Linked DNA regions of Arachis hypogaea: region 1 is linked to region 2. Evidence: chromatin contacts called from public Hi-C data. All regions are on one chromosome and are shown on one strand. The core of a region is the stretch at or near the end of the contact, and the rest is flanking DNA. Distances in the headings are between cores, read along the strand shown. Region 1 holds the start of LOC112701307 (pentatricopeptide repeat-containing protein At3g49740-like). Region 2 has its middle 8.8 kb from the start of LOC112702844.

Region 1 (4,103 bases), core at 592-3,091, 90 kb before region 2:
GAAAACAATAGATATATAGTGGGAGATAAAAGCGTGTCCTAAGTCAAAAATCGTGTGATAACAATGAATTTCAATGACGAGTTAAAATTCATCTCTAAGTACTTTACTCTAGCTATTCTTAACAATTTATCTTAGTAGAATATTCTAAATTTGATTTGGAGCCATATACTCTTTGTTACCAATTTCTCTGTTGTCGGTTGTTTAAACCGATACGATTTTAGAACGGTAATCTTGCGATTTGATAATTAAACTGTGTTCTTCTTTCTTTGGCAATTAGGCCATAACATCAAGGAACTATCTTCAACCACAAATCATGAAGCCACTAGAAAGATTGTCTAGAAGAAAAATAAAGAACTGAAATATCTAGTTGATCTTGAACCGAATCGGTTTTCTCTCTTTTAACCAAAATAGTTTTCCCTATCTAGTAAACCATGATTAACCCACTTAACCATGATTAAAATTATACTCTCTCTCCCTTATCTCACTGCTGGCTGAACCTCATCCATGATTTAACTAAAGAGTAATGACTCATTAGTTGTATAATTAATGAAGGAAGCATGCAATCAAACAGGTGTTCACTTCCTTACATTGATGTCACCAAACCAGCCCCTTAATCCACTACTCATTGCCTTTAAATAGCCTTGTTTGAGTTCAATTTATGAGCCTTTAGTAAGAGAGGAAGAAAGAGCAACGAAACGCAATTAGAAAGTGTGAGGAAGTGAGTGACGAAAAAGAGAGCAAAGCGAGGAAGAGAAGGGAGTTCTTCTAATCTTTATCATTCCGTGTGATTCCTCTCAAGCTTTCAGCCACCAACTTCTATGGAGATTATCAAGTTAGGCTAGGAGAACAAGGAAAAGTGAATAAAGGGCTGGCCAAAGCTTGGAGTAAAGAGAGAGCTTAAACTAAGTTGGTGATCAAAGAGTGAACTCCAACGAGGTAAGCGATAGGGTAGATAGAATATTATGTTTGCAACTATGTATGCTTGTGATGATTGATTGTTTATTATGTGTTTGATTCTGTTATGATATTATACAGAAAAGTGAATATTCAATTATGTATGTGAACTTGTAAAACAATGGCATATTGAATTTTTGTGAAACCTTGGTATGTCATGAATGTCCCATAAAAATTTTAGAACTAATTGATAAGTAGATTGGGAGAAATGAATTTTTGAAAATTGTTGGTGAGTGCTTGTGTCTCGCCACGCCATGCCTCCGACCTTTCCCCGCCTATCTTTCGTGGTTGTTGCTGCTTGAACTGTTGCTCATCGTCCACCTTCTGCCTCTGCAACAACAAGTGAGTATTTAATTTCTTTTCCAGGTTGATTTATTGATGTTATTGCTGTGAATTTTATTGTTGATTGGTTTATGAGCTGATTAGAAATAAATATGTCAGTGGTTGAATTGAAATGTTAAATTGATTTTTGAATATGAATATGCAAGGGTTATGCTAATTATAAATATGGTTTAAGTGTTGAGTATGCAGAAATTTTGTTATTGTTGAATTGGTTTGGCTGATTATGAATTTTATTGATTGTTGTTGTAATGATGCTGGTTTGTTTTACTATTCGTTACTTAATTGATTGAATATTTTTTCTTTTATGAGAATTTAAGATGGCTTCATCAGATTCATTAGAAACACCATCATTGTTCTGAAAAACCAGACCGAATTGGTCGGTCGGATCAATCCAACCGTAAACCGGCAATATTAATGATCCGGTCAGATATGTAAAACCATTGATTAAAAACCGGTAAAAACCGTTGAACCGGCCGGTCGGACCGAACCGGGACCCGCCGGTTTACACAACGGAAGCTCCTTTGCTTCTTGCTCCCTTTCTCCCTTTCTTTCTTTCATTCAGAAGGAAATCACAGAAACTCAGCCAAAAAACCCTAGCACTGTAAGCCTACACCACCGCCGCAAGGAGTGGCATACTGCCGCCGTCGGTCGCACTCAAAGTTCGCCGTCCGTCCGTCTATCTAGCTTCCCTCGTGCTCCAACTCTTCAACCCCTGTTCGCTGTCACCGATCGCAGCTGCTTCCTCGCTTCCGCCGCCGTTTGTTTGCCGTCGTCTTCGTTCGCGTTCTTCGGCGTTCACCGTTCGCGTTCACTCGCCGTTCACCGTTCGAGTTCGCATTCGCGTTCGTCTGGAAGCCACGTTGCTCTGCTTCAAACTCTGCGACCAACCCGCGCGCTCCACCTAGCCGTAGAACTGCTCTCTTTTGTTGCCCTCGTGAGTTCCCTAAACCCGACACCAGACAATACACTCACACAACACCAATACCCTGCTTCAAACTCTGCAACTTCTGATTTCTATTACAATAAGTAGCTATTTGATTTGGTAGTGTTTGGATTTTTGTCATAGACTGAATTAAAGTATACAATAGTTATGTTCTCTTCTCTATCACATTGATATTAAGCTTTGAATTCTCTTATTTCGTTTTAATTTTACCGCACTCAACATGTTTGATGAAATGCTTTAACTATATTTCTGGTTGGTTTTATAATTTCTAGACTTTAGAAACTTAGTAAGTTGATTGCATGTGAAATTAGAATAATTGGATCTTAGTAATTATGAAATTTTAGCTGCAAAAATAGCATCTTTGCAGAAAATATATTAGCATGATGATTCCACTTGCATTAGTGTTCTTCTGGTAAATTTTAACTGTTATTGTGAACTTGTTAATTTGCTAATTGTTCTTGTGTTGTTGTTCTGTTATTTTTATTTTTTTTTGTTTTTGTTGTGATTTTCTGTTCTTGAACTTGTTAAGTTGATGATTTGCTAAATTGTTGGGCTATTGTTGTTTTAATTTGCTAAATTGTTAGGTTGCTCCGATTTAATTTGTTGGATTTTCTATTTAGGTCTTGTCCTTGTTTATTTGCTAAATTGTTGTTGTGTATTTTTGTTGTCTTTGAGGTTATTGCTGGATATTGGTGATCATTGATTTATTATATGCTTCATGTTTTCAACTTTTCATTGTTCTCTTCTTCTGAAGGAAAAAAATTATGTTTTCATTGTTTTGTTGATTGTTTGTTTTGTTTTAGAAATCGATATTTTGTGATCAATGCTCAAACTCTGAATGCTGTTCTGCTGGTTTTGCTGTGTTTGTTTTGTTTCAGAAATCAATTTTTTGTAATCAATGCTCAAACTTTGAATGTTGTTCTGCTGTTTTTGTTTTGTTTCAGAAATCAATTTTTTGTGATCATTGCTCATACTATGAATGTTGTTGTTCTGTTTTGTTTTAAGGCTGTGTTTGGAAGAGATGATTGATTTCTGAGTGTTGTTTTTGTTTTAAGGCTGTATGTTATGTTCAATTTTCATTTTGTAGGAAATTCTGAGGTATATAAGAATTAAGAAGGAAGACTATTTCAACGGTATTACTCTGTTGATTCTGGTCTGCTACAAGCTTGAACATGGAATTGAAGAGAGAAACCCTTTATTATTTCATCATTGGCCTATTTTTGGCATTGCATATCATAGAGTTTGTTTATTCATAGAACTAGTTGTTTCTGATTCCCTTTTGAAGTAAAAAAATGCAGTGGAAGAGTGTTTAGAACTAGTTGTTTTATTCATTGAATTTTTATAGAATCAGGTGTTTATTATAAAACGGTTTTTTTCGGTTAAACCACAGTTGAACCGGTTGAATCAATAAACTAATAAACTAGTAATTAGTGCGGTTCAATGACCGGTCCGGTTTTCAGAACCTTGTGACTGGTTCGATTACCGAGTCGGTTTTGACAACTATATCATAGACTTTCCCAATTTCCCTTGAGGACCCTCGACCACTATACCTTCTTCTCACATGCACATGCACAGTCACAGCCCCTCCACTTCATTCTGCCATCGAGCTTCGCCTCTGCTTCTCAAGATAACATATAATATCTCATTCTCATACATCAATATGCCACATGAAGCCTTGGTTTTCCCAACAAATTTTCATTCACACATTTTCTAAGGACCAACCCCTTAACATTTTCAGGCTCAACCGCATTCTTGCAGAATTCACACGCTCAAACCAATACACAGAATCATTCAAACTCTTCACCAAAATTCACTCATCACAATCCCTCAGACCAGACAATTACACACTCTCCACAGCAATAAC
Region 2 (4,170 bases), core at 127-2,626:
GACCTATAGAACGTTCTAGCCTAAGACGAGATTCTGAAAATCTGAGTAAGTGCTAATTTAGCCGCTAGTTCATTGCCATTTACCCTCGTGGTAAAATTAGGTTGACTGCAAGATTACAAGCACATATTAAAATTACTTGATTGTTATTATGCTCTGGTGATGAAGGTAATTCCCTTCTTCACATGATGAAAGTGACGTGTGGGCGATGAATGACGCGTGTGGGTGGCGATGCGATGGTTGACAAATCGGTTCTGTTCGATGACAATTCCGTCAGTTTTTTCTCTCTAAATTTTGAAATTGGTAGTTAAGTTTAAGGTAGAAATTCAGTTGACGTGAAGTTGATAGAGAACTGTTAAATAAAAATTTAATCAAATTTAGATGATAATTTAGATGATAATTCACTTAAGTTTTTTTTTTTGGTCAAGTGGATTAGATAATTCTCAATTTTAGGTATAGTTGTCAGAACCGAACCGGTGATCGAACCGGTGAGATCACTGGGTCATTGGGTTACTTGTTCAACCGGTGGGTCACTGGTCGAACCGGTTAACCCGATATAATTAAGTAATTATGTAAAATTTAATTATTTTTTCTTTATTATAAGTACTTTTATTTTGTTTTTATAAAAATAATAATTATTTTCAAATTTTAATACTTTATTAATTAATTTATATTTATTGTATTATTGTATTATTATAAATAAAAACTTACATACAATTAATTTTCATGTGAAGTTGATATTTAAAAACAGTTAGATGATTTGATAAGTTTAACTAAATATCATCTAACGATTTTCAATTATTAACTTCATATGAAGATAACTGCATGTGAGTCTTTACCTATTATTATATGCTACAATTATTTATTAAAAAAATAATATTAATAGATATCATATAATCATAAAAAGAAAAAATAAATTATGGTTAATAATTTTTTTATCTTTTTAATATATATATATATATATATTAATAAAATTTATAGTTAAATAAAATATAATTGATTTAAAAATGAGTGACTTTAAAATTAAAATTAATTGAATATAAGTAAAATAAAAAATTGCTATATGTATTCATTAAAAATAATATTAATATATTATATAATTATGAAAAGAAAAAATAAGTGAGTTTATAATTATTGTTAAATAAAAATATAATTAATTTAAAAATGAGTGAGTTTATAACTAAAATTAAAATAAAATAAATAAAAGTAAACTATTTGATAAAAGATATCTATATATATTATAATTTGCATATATATTAATGAAAATCAACACAGCTTAGCGGCAAAGAGAGGTTTTGATCATCCAGCAGATAGGGGTTCGAACCCCATATCACACATTTTGGATAATTTGCCTTTCAAACGGTTCGGTCAGACCGGTCTTACCGAGTTTGACCGATTCTCACCGATTTACTCCGGGTTTAACCGGTTCGTTCCGGTTTTATACCTTGTATGGTCTAAATATCAAATCGGATCGGTACTAAGTCCGGTTCACCGGTTTTCCGGTCGAACCGACCGGTCCGGTCCGGTTCTGCTAACTATGATTTTAAGTACTTTAAATGAATTGGACAACTCTCTAATTCTAGGTACAATACATAACCACACATTCTCTACATATTTACCAATTTTTTCTCTTCAACTGTAGTCGATAGATCCAAAACCTTTGAGATGGGGAAAAAGAAAAATACCATGTGACCTAAGTTTAATCTTATAGTAATGACGATAATTTGTTTATTGGATTGTTTTTGGTAGTGTTGCCTATTTTTGTTAGGGGCTACCGTTTTTGTTTCTAATGTTAAGTGTGTTTCTCATTTTTTATTTTAGCTGTTTTATATTGAGGTTTTTGGTACGAGGACAAGATTTTTGAAGCGGTATTTTTAGCTTTCCCATGGATGAGAAGACTGAAGTGGCGTTCAAGTCCAAACAAAATGGTTCTAATCTAATTAAAATTCAAGAGTAAATTATTGTTTTTATTCTAATGTTTGGGATAAGTTTTAAAATTGTCTTTAACGTTTTAATCGTTTTATTTAAGTATCTAACGTTTTAAAATTGACTCAATATTGTCCTGTTGTTAGGGATCCGTTAACAGAATTGGTGGCGGAACAAAATTGAGATAATTTTAAAATATTAGAGACTTAAATAGGACAAAAAAATTGGAAACAAAAATAATACATAGAAATAAATTTTAATTTTATATTTCAATAATATCAATTTTTTACTGTACATAGTATTTAATTATTTTTTAATCACATATAAGTAAATTACAGTTAATCACATTACTTTCATTCTAAATAAATAATTTTTTTTATAATTTTATTCTTAAAATAATGTAATTTTTTATAAATAAATAAATTTTATACTTTCATTCTAAATAATGTAATTTTACTTTCATTACTTAATCACATTATTTATAATTTTTTTAATAATTTTACACTTTCATTCTAATCGCATTACATTATTTATTTAGAATGAAAGTGTAAAATTTATTTATTTATAACAAAATTATATTACTTTAAGTGTAAAATTATAAAAAAATAAATTTATTTAGAATGAAAGTAATGTGATTAAGTGTAATTTACTTAGATGTGATTAAAAATAATTGAATATTATGTACAGTAAAAAATTGATATTATTGAAATATAAAATTAAAATTTATTTCTATGTATCATTTTTGTCCCCAACGTTTTCGTCCTATTTAAGTTCATAACGTTTCAAAATCGTCTCAATTTTGTCTCGCCGTCAATTCTGTTAACAGATCCCTAACGGCAGGATAACATTGAGTCAATTTTAAAACGTTAAGAATTTAAATAGGATAATTAAAACATTAGAGACAACTTTAGGATTTACTCCAAACGTTAGAGACAAAAACCATACTTTATTTAAATTCAAAATGACTAAACCAGGATGAAAAAAAAATTGAGTTGATTTTATTTAAGGACACGGAACATTGTCACTTTATCAAACCGCCATAACGCATTTTGCGGAGATTAAAAATCGCCACAAAACCAAAAAAAAAAAACCTGCAATTTAGCATGTTTTTTGTAATGGAGGTGGGAAGGAGTCTTTTATAACTTGTTGAAAAACTAGGTAAACTGTTGGAGAGAGTAGTTCACCGAATCTTTTGGCAAACTGAGTGAACTAGACACACTTCGCCAAGATATTGGGTGAATTGCGTACAAGGCCAAAAAAAAAAAAAATAGATCTCAATAAATAATATTTTTTATTTTTGAATATAAATAATTTTTTAATACATATAAGAAAAAAATTTCCTCCTAATAAAAGCCCCATAGCAACAAAAAGACCAACCCAATTGTATACATAATTAACATAATATTAATCCAACAGATTCTTGCCACTCCATAGCGTAAACACACCACATCAATCCGACAGGTTCTTGCCTCATTTCCTGTCTTGGCATCTCACAGCAGGTAACCACACGCGTTCGTCTCTTAGTCAAACCAATTCATTTCAGCACCTGCTGGAAAAAAAAAAAGAAGCTTTGAACATAATGATGATGAACAACTAAAAGGGTCAAATATAAAAATTGTCACAAAAAATTTAAATCAGATGAATAAGTCATTTGATAAATATAAAATTTTTTTGTTACTTACAAAAAAATATAATATTTATTAATTATTTTGTTTTATTTTTAAATTATTTAGAATTATTTTGTCAACGTATTATAAAATAACTAAATAAATAAATAAGGAAGATGTAACAAATATAATATAAAGAAATATAAAGAAAGTGAAAGAAGTATTGTAACATAAGAGAGAAAGAGAGTTATTTTAATGATATGTTGTTGTGTAATATCAACGGAGGCTTAACCTCCTTTTATAGGCATATAGAAGGAATATTTTCAACCTTCATTAATTTTATTCTCTCTTGAAAATGTAATCCTCATATAGGAAATGGGTATCCACGTCCCATACTTATCACAACACTTCCCATTGGATGACCATTTAGGATTATTGCCTTGTTAAAACCTTACTAAAGAAAAATCCAGTGGGAAAAAACCTTAGTGAAGAAAAAAGAGTACAATATCCTTTGAGATGGGGGCTGCCTCATTAAAAACTTTGTCAAGAAAAATCCAATGGAAAAAAAACCTGACCAAGGAAAAAAGTGTACTGTCTCCCCCTCTTGCCGACATCATTTAATGTCTCGAAATCGGCGCAT

What was found. A called contact is a pair of places that touch in the nucleus more often than the background predicts.
Region 1: a Hi-C map of an unstated tissue shows a contact between it and region 2, with 5 times the contacts expected there. The contact joins the promoter of LOC112701307 here to the enhancer-like site in region 2. A contact is called at or near these places in 3 of 8 Hi-C or Micro-C datasets (leaf and an unstated tissue).

The regions. Positions count from the first base shown.
Region 1 is chr7:25,874,431-25,878,533 of arahy.Tifrunner.gnm2.J5K5, reverse strand. LOC112701307 (pentatricopeptide repeat-containing protein At3g49740-like) reads left to right here and starts at 1,841. Exons shown (of 2, transcript XM_029287946.2): 1 at 1,841-2,230; 2 at 3,327-4,103. The coding sequence starts at 3,907.
Region 2 is chr7:25,784,312-25,788,481 of arahy.Tifrunner.gnm2.J5K5, reverse strand. No RefSeq gene overlaps it. Among protein-coding and RNA genes, the nearest start is that of LOC112702844, 8.8 kb to the left of the region's middle. Within about 2 kb of position 1,376, at least 2 of the 3 cell types and tissues checked have open chromatin away from gene starts, as enhancers often do.